Linked DNA regions of Mus musculus: region 2 is linked to region 1. Evidence: chromatin contacts called from public HiCAR-type data. All regions are on one chromosome and are shown on one strand. Each heading gives the region's core, a stretch centred on a gene start, on an enhancer-like site or on the middle of the called end of the contact. The rest is flanking DNA. Distances are from core to core; before and after follow the strand shown. Region 1 holds the start of Ucn (urocortin). Region 2 holds the start of Maea (macrophage erythroblast attacher).

What was found. HiCAR-type assays count read pairs that join an accessible place to other places.
Region 2: a HiCAR-type map of astrocytes shows a contact between it and region 1, with 8 times the contacts expected there. The contact joins the promoter of Maea here to the promoter of Ucn in region 1. A contact is called at or near these places in 1 of 39 promoter capture datasets (liver) and 1 of 115 datasets of contacts at active chromatin or transcription factors (astrocytes).

What each region holds. Positions count from the first base shown.
Region 1 is chr5:31,135,555-31,142,583 of GRCm38.p6, forward strand. It overlaps Ucn (urocortin), which reads right to left and starts at 3,341. Exons shown (of 2, transcript NM_021290.2): 1 at 3,243-3,341; 2 at 2,435-2,979. The coding sequence starts at 2,966. The coding sequence ends at 2,598. It overlaps Trim54 (tripartite motif-containing 54), which reads left to right. Exons shown (of 9, transcript NM_021447.2): 5 at 489-722; 6 at 1,199-1,221; 7 at 1,334-1,458; 8 at 1,567-1,659; 9 at 1,923-2,072. The coding sequence ends at 1,939. It overlaps Mpv17 (MpV17 mitochondrial inner membrane protein), which reads right to left. Exons shown (of 8, transcript NM_008622.6): 8 at 5,109-6,296. The coding sequence ends at 6,227. It overlaps Gm15469 (a long non-coding RNA gene), which reads right to left and starts at 1,883. Exons shown (of 2, transcript XR_003955738.1): 1 at 1,173-1,883; 2 at 202-748.
Region 2 is chr5:33,332,101-33,339,129 of GRCm38.p6, forward strand. It overlaps Maea (macrophage erythroblast attacher), which reads left to right and starts at 3,472. Exons shown (of 9, transcript NM_021500.2): 1 at 3,472-3,545. The coding sequence starts at 3,477.

The DNA of each region.
Region 1 (7,029 bases), core at 2,091-4,590:
CTAACCAATGTCTGTGTTTTAAAATAAGACTTAATTTCATATCAGACAAAAAATTACTAGTTTTTAAAATGTTTGTTTTTGAGACAGGGTTTCTCCATGGAGCTTTGGCTGCCCTGGAGCTCCCTCTGTAGACCAGGCTGGCCTCGAACTCATAGAGGTCTGAGCACCGGCTAAAATTCAATTAACTTTAAAAGGTGATGCTGGTAGTCACACAGTAGCCACTGATTTAATTTTCTTAACAAGGAAGTGGGAATTAGTGCAAGGCAGAGCCAGGGCCAGCAGGGAAACAACTTTGAAATTCTTTGTCATTCTTGTCATCACTGTGAACTGAAAACATCTGAGCTGGGTTCTGTGTCCCCAACTCAGGGTGTGACCCTAGCCAGGTCACTTTCCTTCTCGGCTTTTTTTAAAGTGGGGCGAGGACTAAAATTTCGTGCTCTCGAGCTCTGGGCATGCGTAGGCGAGATCATACTGCTGTGGTCTTTCAGGACAACAGCCGCAGACAGAAGCAACTGTTAAACCAGAGGTTCGAGACCCTGTGCGCGGTTTTGGAGGAGCGCAAGGGCGAACTGCTTCAAGCACTGGCCCGGGAGCAGGAGGAGAAGTTGCAGCGCGTGCGGGGCCTCATCCGCCAGTACGGAGACCACTTGGAGGGCTCCTCAAAGCTGGTGGAGTCCGCCATCCAGTCCATGGAGGAGCCGCAGATGGCTCTCTACCTCCAGGTTGGCGGAGAGGGAGGGAGGCGGGCCTGCAGGGTGGGTTGGGGGGGACTCAGGGCCTGGGGAGCGGGGATCAAGCTTTACCTCTTGTCACCACATAGGAAAAATCACTCTATCATGTTGTGCGCTCTCTCTCTCTCTCTCTCTCTCTCTCTCTCTCTCTCTCTCTCTCTCTCTCTCTCTGTGTGTGTTTCTGTCTCTGTTTCTGTCTCTCGGTCATTCTGTCTCTGTCTCTATCTCTCTGTATGTTTCTCTCTCTCTGTGTTCCTGTCTCTGTCTCTTTCTCTGTTTCTGTCTCTCGGTCTCTCGGTCTCTCTCTCTCTGTCTCTATCTCTCTGTTTCTGTCTCTCGCCCCCCCCCAACCCCCTTGAATTGGGATATAAATCCCTTCCTACCCCGCAAGATTGGCGAGAATCAGAATTGGGATTTTACCAGGGCTGGCCCAGTGCTCACCTTGGCCCTCCTTTTCTCCCCTGCAGCAGGCAAAGGAGCTGATCAACAAGTGAGTGGACTGCGCGGTGGGAAAGGAAGGGACCCTGTGGATTCTTTCCTTCTGACCTGGGAGGGGCTTGAGGGAGCGGGGTCCCTCTGCTGAGCCCTTGTGGCCATCACAGGGTCGGGGCAATGTCGAAGGTGGAGCTGGCAGGACGGCCGGAGCCAGGCTATGAGAGCATGGAGCAATTCTCTGTGAGCGTGGAGCACGTGGCCGAAATGTTGCGAACCATCGACTTCCAGCCGGGTGAGGGAGCCGGGAGAGGGACTGTTTAGACCTGCTGAAGGGGTACGAGGTGGGTGCTACGGCCAGAAGAGCAGGGGCTCCACCTCACTAGACCTGCCTTCCACCTAGGCGCCGCTGGGGATGAAGAGGATGACGACATGGCTTTGGATGGGGAGGAGGGCAATGCGGGGCTGGAGGAGGAGCGGCTGGACGTGCCAGAAGGTGAGAGTTGGACGAAGGTTTGGGGGTGAGGAGTAGTTACCAAACTCACGGTCCCTTGGGTGATTGCCTTCAAGGCAGACACCAGGAGCCTCAAAGCGCACCGCCTAGCGCTCTGAAAAGTGCACGTTTCCCCACGGCTTTGGGGGAGCCTGCAAGGTACCGTGTAATAGAACCCCCGCTGCCTGGGAGAGCGAGCTGTCGGGAGTGCCTTGTTCGTTTGGAGCACCCGCTCACCGGGCGGTTAATTCCCCCCCCCCCCCCAGGCTCAGGCCTGCACTGACCCGACTCTGATCCAGAGCGCACACCCGAAGCGGGAGCCAAGGGATGCTGAGGATCTGCGCAGAGACCACCGCGCCACCAAGCTCGGCTTCCCGCCCCCGGGAAGGTTCTCAATAAAGGACTCAAGTGTCCCACGTCCTCGGCTCCTTTTGCTGTCCACTCCTAGGCTCAGCTATAGAAGCAACCTCGCCATCGCTCTACCCTTTCTCAACCCCAGACCATCTGAAGGGGCGGAGGCGAAATAGTCCCTCGTGGCCATTCCCTTTACACTAGAGGTTGCCTCCTAAGCCGGAGACCCTGAAAGGGTATCAGACCTCCGAGTTCCGGGATCTGGCGGGTTGGGGGAAGGGCTCCCAGGAATTTAATAGGCTTCCTCTCCCATCTCATTTAGCATGCTTGTCTCTCCTACCGGCCTGGAGAGCTCCACTTTCCCAAAAGTTCTTACCCTAACTGTAGTTGCCGGTGCCCTCTCACCACTATGACAGAAGATAGAGGCTAAGCTCTTGGGCAGTTTTATTAAAAAATAACCACTCAGAGTATTCAGGGTGACTCTGGGCGGCGCTGCACCGCGGGACTGAGACAGCTCCGGTTGTGCGCGTTCCAGCCCCGGGGTAGGTAAGGGAAAGGGTCAAGGCTTTCGTGACCCCATACGGGGCCGATCACTTGCCCACCGAATCGAATATGATGCGGTTCTGCTCTGCGCGCTCGCGCTGGCTCTGTGTCCGAGCTAGCTCCAGCAGGGTCCGCAGCAGGTGGAAGGTGAGGTCGATGGACAGTGGAGGGTCGTCCCGTCGCTGCCGCTCGCCCGCAGGCTCAGATCCTGCGCGGCGCGGGAAGCGCTCCGCTAACAGCAAGAGGAGCGCGCGGACGCCGCCGCCCTGATTCCGCACTCCAGGGCTCCATCGCAGATTCGGATCCTGGACCCCAGTTGCCGCCGCAGCCGCTGGGCTCCACTGGCTGCTCTCCGGGCGAAGCTGTGCCAAGAGCAGCAACGCCACCAGGAGCGTAGCGCGTCCCCTCTGTATCATGGTGCCGCCTGCCCTGGACACACAGGGGCAGCATAGGGTGAGGTGCACTTGGAGCAGCCGCAGGTAACACGAGCCCCTTGGCGCGCACGCCCAGTGCCCCTGCCGAGACCCTCCAGCTGTTGCCTGGTGTCCACATCCTGCCCACCAGCCCTAGGCGCTGTGCCAGTCCAGTTCCACCCCTCTCTCCCTCCTTCCCTCCCGGCAGGTCACAGTGGGTGGGCTGAGTGCAGAGTCTTGGTGGTAAGGGAGTCTGGATCGTTGCTTCAAGCCACTCACAGGTTATCGGAGTGTCTGCCCAGTGCAAGATGGAGCTCCACTCTGTCCCCGGGGACGGGCTGAAGACGCCTTGGGGAGCACGGGGTCTGTCCCGGGACCGCCGCCAGCCTTATATAGCACCAGGACAGCTCCGACTGACGTCAGCGAAGAACATGAACTGATTGTAGAAACAATGACACCGGCAGCTTTGAGTCCAGCAGCTTCGAGCCCCCAGAGGGGTGCGTATCCTGACTTTGTGTCCCTGGAGCTATCTTTGGAAGCACCCTGGCTGTAGAGGGAGAAGCTGGCAGAGCCATAAAGATAGATCTTCCGGATGCAGAGTCCTTCCCCGACACAGAACCACCAATGTCTCCAGAGCAGGAATAGTCAGGGGTTGTTTCTCTTCTCAAGTAGAGAGGGAGGACTGTGGAGCTGTCCGTGGTTCCGAACTTCTTCACAGCCACAATCTGGACAGAAGTTCTGGGGAGAAGCCTGGGCTGCTTAGACACGGTCCCTAGGCCGGCTACTGGGTCCTCAAATTGAGATCAGAAATGCTCTGCTGGCAGGGGCTCAGACAACACAGTCCCACCCAAAGGCTCTCCAATACAGTGGGTCTGACCCATTCTACTGACCATTGTACAGCAGTACAAACTAAAATCTACAGGTGTCAGAATGGCATAAAAGGGTGTTTGGCTTTCAGAACTTAACGTACCTCCTGAGTTTGGCAAAGTCAGCTTTTTCCTAGGAAACACAGAAACAGTACTATTATACCTTTTTACCTTCTAGGTCAGGAGCTGGGGTGGTGCTGGTGCACTCCTTTAATCATAGCACCCAGGAGACAGAGGCAGGCAGATCTCTGAGTTTGAGGCCAGACTGGTCTACTGAGCTGGTTCCAAGACTACACAAAGAAACCCAGTTTTGAACACACACACACACACACACACACACACACACACACACACACACACACACAAACACACACACGAAAACGAAGAAATCACTAGGTAGAAGTGAGAAAACTTTGGCCCAAGTTCCTCCTCTGCCACCAGCTTGTGTAGTCAGGTCCCTCACTTCTGAAACCATTGGCGTCTGTCTTTGTAAATGAACAGCCTCTGCTTCTTTCCAGTTACAGACAGGTCTGTGCTCTTCTGAAGGGTCTTATTCATAGCCACTGCAGATCCCAGATAATAATGTATCTATTTCTGTGCCTATAAAGTCCCTGACAGGGTCTCGAAAGGCACTAGGACCTAGAAAAGTTAAGCGTGATAGCCACTCTAGTCTAGGGATGTTGCTTAGTTGTTAGAGCACGTGACTAGCATCCACAATGCTGAGTTCAAGTCTCAACTCTAGACAGGAAGTTGTATCTATACAGAGTGGGGACGTGTGCTAGCTATTGGGACATAGGTGTAAAGTTGGCAAGGTCATATTATTCTACAAATATCTGTGAGGAATATACTATGTGGTGGGAATGTAGACAGTCATGCTGCATAGCAACCTTTTAGTCAGTGATGGCAACACACAATGGTGGCTTCAGATAATCATAGCGGAGCTGAAATATCCCTACCACATAGCAGCATTAGTTCTTATGTCTCAGTTTGGTGCATTATTCATGAATCTGCAATAATGCTGGTGGAAACAGACCAAGCTGGCAGTAATATGGAAGTATATCTTGTGCAATTATGTACAGCGTATACATCTTAATGACAGTGTTCTACATATGAAAAAGCTCTCTGTAAAACAGTATACCATGTCAGACTGGCAGCAGAAAAATACACCACATGCTTGTGCACGAAGAGGCCATGTTGAGCAACTGATTGTTACCATCTGCATAAGTATACTCCTTATGTGTGCACAGTGACAAAACTGCTAAAGACACAATTCTTGTTTGATTTTAAAAAAAGATTTATTTATTTAATGTATATGAGTACACTGTAGCTGTCTTCAGACACACCAGAAGAGGGCATCAGACCCCATTACAGATGGTTGTGAGCCACCATGTGATTGCTGGGACTTGAACTCAGGACCTCTGGAAGAGCAGTCAGTGCTCTTAATCACTGAGCGATATCTGTAGCCCAAGACACAATTCTCTAATCCAGCATTTGAGAAGCTGAGAAGCTGAGGCAGGATTGTCACTAGGTTGAGACTGACACAGACTTTCATTTTTTTTTTTTTGGTTTTGTTTTTTTGTTTTTTTTCCTGACACAGGGTTTCTCTGTATAGCCCTGGCTGTCCTGGAACTCACTCTGTAGACTAGGCTGACCTTGAACTCAGAAATCTGCCTGCCTCTGCCTCCCAAGTGCTGGGATTGAAGGCATGTACCACCATGCCTGGCTTCCAGGACACAATTCTATATTAATTAATTAATTATTAATTAATTAATTAAATATGAGTACACTGTAGCTGTCTTCAGACACTCCAGAAGAGGGCGTCAGATCTCTTTACAGATGGTTGTGAGCCACCATGTGGTTGCTGGGATTTGAACTCAGGAGCTTCTGAAGAGCAGTCAGTGCTCTTACAGGCTGAGCCATCTCTCCAGCCCCCAGGACACAATTCTTATAGTGTGTCCCCATCAGCTAAGGGCCAGAGTGACAGCAATATTATAAATGTCTTAGTGGTTAAAGTGAAATGTGCCACTTCAGAGTGGTCACCCTATTCTGATCAGCAACCCCATAGCATGGAAGCTGACACACTCCTTCCTTTTAAAGATTTCATTGTGTGCTTAATTACAAATGCGTGTCTATTCGTGGGTATATACATGTTTGTGCAGGTGCTTCAGAGGCCAGAAGAGAACATCAGATCTCCTGGAGCTTGAGACATAGGGAGTTGTGAGCCACCCGATGTGGGTGCTTGGAACCAAATTTAGGTCCTCTGTAGAGCAGATAATCCGTGCTTCTAACAGCTGAGTCACCGCTCCAGTCCTGATGTGGTTAGTTTGAAGAAGCTGTCCAAGCATTCCAGGGTCACGGTGCATCAGTACAAGGTGCAAACCATGGAACAAGGCACGCTTAGAACTGATGTGCCTTCCAGGATAGGTAGGAGTTCCAGACAATAGCAACACACTGGACAACAGCCAACCTAAGGGACAAGAATGCTACTGTGAAGAAGAGAAGGAGCAGGGTAGGGAGAGCAATGGAAAGGACTTACGCAGGAAGTTCCAGGTTTGGGCTGTGTTCCTCTGAGCCCCATGAGTAGGGACTGCAGCTTCAGACCAGGAGACAACCAGTTCAGTCCTGCTCTATCTCAGAGCTCCGCCTGTCAGATGAAGGCCTCACAGCTCACTCCTTTTCCTTATTAATTTTGTCTATGTGTGTATGTATGCACATGAAAGTCAGAGGACGACTCTGGGGAGCCGGATCTCTCCTTCTACCATGTGGGTTCCAAGGCATGGGCTCAGGGCATCAGGTCTGGCAGCAAGGGCTCTCACCCACTGAGTCATATCACCCATCCAGCAGCTCTCTTTCAATAAATGACTCGTCTACCTAGACCTTTCCAAATATATCTGTATACCTTATATCAGCCAAGATTTCACTTCTTTTTATTTTATTTTTTTTTTAAAGATTTATTTATTTATTTATTATATGTAAGTACACTGTAGCTGTCTTCAGACGCACCAGAAGAGGGCATCAGATCTTGTTATGGATGGTTGTGAGCCACCATGTGGTTGCTGGGATTTGAACTCCGGACCTTTGGAAGAGCAGTCGGGTGCTCTTACCCACTGAGCCATCTCACCAGCCCAAGATTTCACTTCTAAAAATAATGCCCTGCCTGCTGTCATCCATTCACATCTATCTATCTATCTATCTATCTA
Region 2 (7,029 bases), core at 2,222-4,721, 2.2 Mb after region 1:
TTTACGGGAACCTTTATTACCGCGACCCGCAGTTCTGGTTCTGGAATGAGGGATCTTCCTTGCGCCGGTGATGGTAATTTTCGTCCCAGGTTTTCTCTTCCCGGGGTTTTCTCGTCCCGGAATTTTTCGTCCCGGAATTCGGCACCAATTCTTACTCGCGTTCGCGCGCCCGGCCAGGAAAGAACACAACAAACCAGAATCTTCTGCGGCAAAACTTTATTGCTTACATCTTCAGGAGCCAGGAGCGCAAACCCCCAAGCCCCAAAACGAAAGCGCCCCGCTTACATCTTTAGGAGCCAGAGCTCCGGCGCGCCAAAGCGCAGAGCGCGCTCTATTGTTTACATCTTTAGGACCAAGCGAGCAGGCGCCAGAGCCAGAGAGAGAATGGCGGAAACCCCGTCCCCTTTAAGGAGGAGTTATCCTTCGCTTAGGACGCATCACTCCCTGATTGGCTGCAGCCCATGGCCGAGCTGACGTTCACGGGAAAGGCAGAGTACAAGTAGTCGTAAAATACCCTTGGCACATGCGCAGATTATTTGTTTACCACTTAGAACACAGGATGTCAGCGCCATCTTGTGACGGCGAATGTGGGGGCGGCTCCCAACACATGCCCAAACATAAAATCTCCCTACCATCTGAGCAGACTCTGGCGCAATCTTTTGGTTCCCTCCCTACTGGGGAGACCATCATCTTTTTGTGTTTTGTCATGCCTTTGTGTATGCGCTTCTGCTTTCAACAAAGCATGGTTGAATGGTAAGGCTTTGCTTTTCCTGTCTTTTTATTCTTTAAATCAACAGAATAAGAATTCATTCCTACAACCCTAGACATACCATCCTGATGAAAGAAAATAAAACTTGAGACCTGTGATTCATGTAATGTATGTCAAATAGCCCAAAGAGTTGTTTGTGTGCTTTGAAACCTGGGGCTGAGAACATAGCAGAACAGGCCAGGACATGCCTGGGCAGGCCTGTCGTTAAGACATTCCTGAGGCTGCTTGGCCATAAAGATAAAGAAAGATAAAGAGAATGACATGCCAGACTGGCCTGGCGCCTCCCTATCTCCCACCCTTCTGACCTAAGTTAAATGTTAACAGGCTGCTGATGTTTAAATGGACCTATCATGTGAAACCACGCCAATTCTTCCCTGCTGATGTTTAAATGAACCAATCATGTGAAACTGCGCCAATTCCTCCCCCAGCCCCACCCCTTTTCTTTAGAAACCACTAGCTTCCAAGCCTCATGGTCAAATCCACTGTCTCCTTCATGAGCTCCGCCATTAAAGGGTCTGTGGGAAGCCATTCCGGACTCCCTGGTCAGCCGGACAGAAATCTGTGCCAGGCAGTCAACAAGCCCATATTTGGTGGATGGCTTGCCCTTAATCCCTGATTGGCTGAGCAAGCCTGCCTGGTGAGGTGATGTGACCTGTGGTGATTGATTGAGGCATGGTTGTGGCTTGAGTGGATAAAAACTCTTGTACCCCGAGAGGCGGGGGATTTGAAGAGAGAAGCTGCCTGAGCAAACTGCTTTAAGAAGAACTGGTGGTTTGTTTTCCTTGCTGGTTGAGTTGGACGCAACAGGGGTCGAAACCACTGTCTCCTGCGTGAGATATGTTTCGACCCAGAGCTCTGCCATTAAACTACCTCGTGTTTTTACATCAAGATGGTCGTCTGTTCGTGATTCTTGGGTGCACGCCAAATCGGGAGTTGAGTGGGGGTTTCCCCACTAGGCTCTTTCACTGACAGCATCAGAGAAGAATATATGTTTCTCTCTTTGGGTTAGTTTTGAATCCAGGAAGCCACAAAGTTGGCCTCTAAGGGGGCCAACATCATATATTACAGCCCTGGACTTAAATGTGACCATGTAAGAGAGTCAGACAGAATGGCTACAGAGGGGAATATGTAATGCCACTGTGCAAATGTGGACTGGAGGACTCACAGTCACTGATTTCTTCATCATCTAACTCTATAAGACTAAAGACTAGGGGGAGGGAGGCATGGAACCTGCATGGGAGATGGTATCATCTGAGAAGGGGCACAGAAGATCTGTGAAACAAGAGAATCTCTGTTGAGTTCGAGGCTAGCCTGGTCTACATAGAGTTCCAAGATAGAGTCTCAAGGAAAAACAAAACAAAGATCCAGTTCTGTAAAATACAAAAGACAACTTAATGTAGAAGTCATTTCCTAAGGAATGAAATGTAATTCCATTTTTAATTTTAAAAGCAGGCGAGGAGGGCTGGAGAGATGGCTCATGGGTTAAGAGCACATGCTGGTCTTGTAGAGAACTCAAGTTTAGTACTCAGCACCCATGTGCTTGTCTCACAACAATCTGTAACTCTAGTTCCTGGGGGATCTAACGCTCTCTTCTGGCTTCTGCAGAAATCATGCAAACGTGAGGTAGGTTCAATTCACCAAAAAAAAAAAAAAAAAAAAAAAAAAAAAAAAAAAAAAGCCATTCAGTTCAGATAAAGGGTTTTAGTGACCCTCAAGTTTATTGTCTGGCTACCAACAAATGGCCAAATTGAGTTCAAAATAGAAGAATTAGAATGTAGGTAAAAGGCATGATAATTAAGCAATCTCAGTCAAGGTGTGGTCTGGTTGATAGTTACTTCAATTCTGTTTTTCAGGTGGTTTAAAGAAGTCCTCATTGCCTTAGGGAACAGACTGATTCTCAGGTCTTGTGACATGTGCTGTAGGGTGAAGCCTACATCACAGATAATTGCTTTCACTCAGGAGCCCTGGAAGATCCACGTTGCTTAGTTTATCAGAAAGATGTTAACTGATCATTACTATTGCTCCAGGAATTCAACTTGACTACAAGTTTAGGTCAGGGACTGGACACCTTCAGACGCCTTTTGGACCCCAAATCAAGGATTCATCGCTTTTTCACAAATGCAGTTCCCAAGTGTTCCTTATGTTATTACTGGCAGGAAAGCACAGCTGCTCGATAGCCCCTCCCTGTCTTATTCTATTGTAAACATTCTTTATCTTTTATTGGGAAGCCCGCTCTTGGACGCCAGAGCTGTTAATCGGCGAAAATGGAGATGAAGGAAAGTAGTTCCCGGATGGCAAAAACCGCACCCCTAAGTGACCATTCAGAGATAACGGCCACCGAGCGCTGAGGCAGGGCCTGTGACCACTACGGGAGGCGACTTCGGAGGTGTGTGTGTGGGGGGGGGGTGCGACCACAACGTGAGTCGTCTCAGCCCCAACCCTCCGAACGTCCATGGCGTCGGGATCCCCGCTCTACTAAATCCGCATCTGCGGCCTACGCCAGCGGACAATTCAATGAGGAAGCCGCTCTCTAGAGCTGCCGGCGATTGGTCGAGCCCGTGAAAGATGATTGGCTCTGGCCTTCTTCCGCTCGGGCGGCCCGGTGACACGATTGGTGCAGACTCATAGCCGCTCCGCCTGCTCCCGTACGTAGCACGTCACTATCCGGCGTGCCCCGTACCCGCCTCCTCCGCTCGGCCGGCCCAAGATGGCGGTGCAGGAGTCGGCGGCCCAGCTGTCCATGACCCTGAAGGTGCAGGAGTACCCGACCCTCAAGGTGCGTTCTAGGCGCGGCTAGGGTCGCCACCGCATCTTGGGAGGGGTCGTGGTGGTGCAGGGGCTGGGTCGCTGCCGGAGTCGCTTCTGGAGGGACTGCACGGCCGGGGGCGGGGTCGGGGGCGGTGGGGCTGCGGCTCTCCAGCGCGATGGGCACGGGCCGGGGCCTCCCGATGGGGCCAAGGGGGACCTCTCGGTGTACTGTGACCTAGGTGGTGCGGGGCGACAGAGTCAGAGGGCTTCCGAGGCCCGGGCGGCGGGGCCTGAGCCCTGCCTCCCACCCAGCCTTCAAAGCCGAGAGGCTGCGGGCCGTGCGAGTGCGGGCAGCGAGGCCACGGCCGGGGCGGCGGGCACTAAAGAACCAGGGGCCCTGGACGCGGAGGTGGGTCGCGGCGGCCCCGGGGCGTCCTTCCGGAAGCTCGGCCTGGGGCGTGGCGGGCATGCCTCTGGTGCTAATTAGGGGGCCAGTGGGGAGCACTGGCGACCCGGTGGCACCCCGCCTCGCTGGGCGTCCCCAGAACTCCAGCGCAGCTCCTGCCCTTGGTTTCCGGGGCGTGACCTTGGGTGGTCGCTGCGCCAGTGCGTTCCTTTAGGACAAACGTTCATCCCCGCCGGAAGACTGGGAGGCTTCAGTTGCTAGAGGGCTTGATGGTACCGGATGGACTGCGGTGAAGTACCTGGGAAGAAAAGCCTTAAGAGGAAGAAAAAAATTCTTTGGTTCCAAGGAAGGCCGGCAGAGCCTTCGTGTTCTACATTCCTTGGCTGAGGTCTGGGCAGCTTTTCTTCTGGAGCTCTTGGCACCTCATCCATCTCTTTGGTGACCCAGTGGTTGTTTGGTGGTGGGTGGGTGGGTCGTTTAGCTAAGGTTGAAGACTACAGGTTCTAGGCGAGACCGCTTTTTCTGTGCTTAGGGAGACCCAGATTGTATGGGAGGCACCTGACTTCTGCTGGTGTTCCCTTGTCTGATGTAAGCCCTAGGGAGCACTTGTTTTCCTCCCCGAGGGTGAAGTGAGCGAGCTTATATTGCACATGGAAGTCTTGGCATTCCCTGGAAGGCATCTCTTGTCATTGTCCCTGTGACATCTGACTGCTCTGGAGTAGTTTGTCTTCACAGGAGGGCAGAAGCAAGGCCCAGCTGGCCTTCTTCTATAGTTGGTGAGCAGCCATATTTGATCAATGTTTTGTATCCTGTGCTTTATTTGACTAAGGAAGGGAGCAAACACCACCAGTCTTTTTTGTCAGATGTTCAAAATGTATGGCTTGGGGGAGTAGGAGGTACTTGTGACAGACCTCGGTCTTGTACGTGCTAGGCCAATGCTCTGCTACTGAGCTACATCCTCAGGCCTTGTTTTCTTTCTTTCTTTTCTTTTCTTTTCTTTTCTTTTCTTTTTTTTTTTTTTTTTTTTTTTTTTTGAGGCAGGCTTCTGTAGGCCATGAATCCGAGTGCTGGGATTACAGGTGACTCTTACCAATCCTGTAGTTTCCTGGCACTCTTGGATTTCTGTTGATTGACAGATGGAAACCCTGACTCTTAACAGTGGTCATACTTGGGGCCTTCTATCACTAGACCTGTAACCACTGACGTCTGGGCCTCGCCAGGACTTCCAGACCTGTTGCAATGAGGTTGCTTTGGGAGAACGTGGCTATTTGTTCTGGCTGGTGAATTTGGGACCCACAGACAGGAAAGGTTTCAGAGCTCCCTCCCTCTCTGGCTTACTGAACGCATTAGGCAGTGAAATGGATGGTCAGGGTTCCTCCAGTCCGTCCTCTGGTGACCAGGAATGCACTCTGCATTCCAAAGCTATTGCACAGCTCTGACGAAAACGATTCTGTGGATCTCTGTGCAGGTACAGAGAGGTGGTGGTGTCATGGAAACAGAATCACACCTTTTCTTTTCTTTTTTTCTCTTTGACGAATGATAGAAAGAAAAGTTTTTGTGAGTAGAAATGCTACTCCCTCCAGGTCCTGCAGACCCTTGCCTTATAACTTCTCTGCTTTGTTGACAGTGTATCTTTGCTTTGTTCACGTTTTCCCCTTACATTGTTGTTGTTTGGCTGGTTTTGACTTGTTTTTTTTTGAGACAGGTCTGTTGTAGCCTTGGCTGGGCTGTAACTCACTGGGATAGCTAAGGATGACCTTGAGTTTCTGATCCTTCTTACTGTCTCCTGAATGCTGGGATTCCAGGCAGTGCAGTGAGAGAGATCAGATCCAGGACATCTGCATGATGGGCAAACATCCTGCCAACTGAGATGCATACTTAGCTGCACTTCTGTACTTTTTCAACAGTAATTGATGGTGGGCACTTTATACTTTGATTCAGAAGTGTTTGATGACAGAATCAATCAGAATACCAGGAGAGAGGTGTTTGTGGTCAGTCCTTAGGAGGGTCCAGATGCATGTATGGCATGTGGGTTGGGATCCCTCCCAGAAGTGAAGACTGGTGGCTGGAGGGCTCCCCAAAAGCAGTTGGGACTGCAGTATACTGGACAGACTTAAATTTTTTAAGATTTATTCTTTGAACATTTCATAACTTATGTATGTTTATTGACAGATTGTTCACCTGCAGAGCAAGGCCTCTTCAGATGTGCAGCCTTGGGATCTGGCGGGTGGCTTAAGCAGTGGACCTAGATGTCTGTTTTGCAGTCTCAGGCACCTGGCAGCCATCTTCTTTTCCTGTGAGGGGCTATGGTGGCATCCCCTGACCCTGGGCATGGCTCTTTTCTGTTCCTGTGTTTCCTCCATAGTGGTGGCCTGGCACAGGCTTCTTTATAAGCCTTGGAACCTTCCAGCTTCATTATCCCAGTGGTATCCCTAGCCTCTACCTACCAGGTGTAGGAGTATCCCCAGAATACCTCCAGACATTGCCAGGTTGCCTTGGATACAAAGTCACCAGCATGAGGACCTCTGGACTGAATGTTGCTTTAGGGAACTTGTTTCTGTGTTTTTCAGAGCTCTGGGAATGTGGTTCATGAGACATCCTCTTGTATTCTGACTGTAGCTTTTTTTCCTGTTGAAGTCTGACTGGTGCCAGATTGAAAGTGACAGGTCTTTGAAGCAAGGGGAGACTAGGATTCGTGGCCCAGAATCATAAACTAAGATCCCCTGTTTGAATTATTTTTTTAAGCTTTTTGTTGTTGTTATAAAGGGAGATTTTTCTTCTTTAGTCTACTGAAGTGATCATCATTCCATTAATATTTCTACTCTTTTTTTTTTAACCCCCCCTTCAGGTAGCTGTAGCATAGTATTGTGTCACCTTTTCTACTTGCCACCTAATCAGGTGGCAACTGTCCAGTGTCAGGACCTGAAGATATTGGGGTAGCCAGCCCTGGACCCCAGCTTCTTTCTGAATCTCACCCTGGTGGTGTACCTTGATCCTCTTTGGAGCCCAGTCAGGTTCCCAGCTTCCACAGTTCTCTTATACACAGACACTCAAGTATGCACACACACACACACACACACACACAGAGCTGCTGCTGCTTTACGGA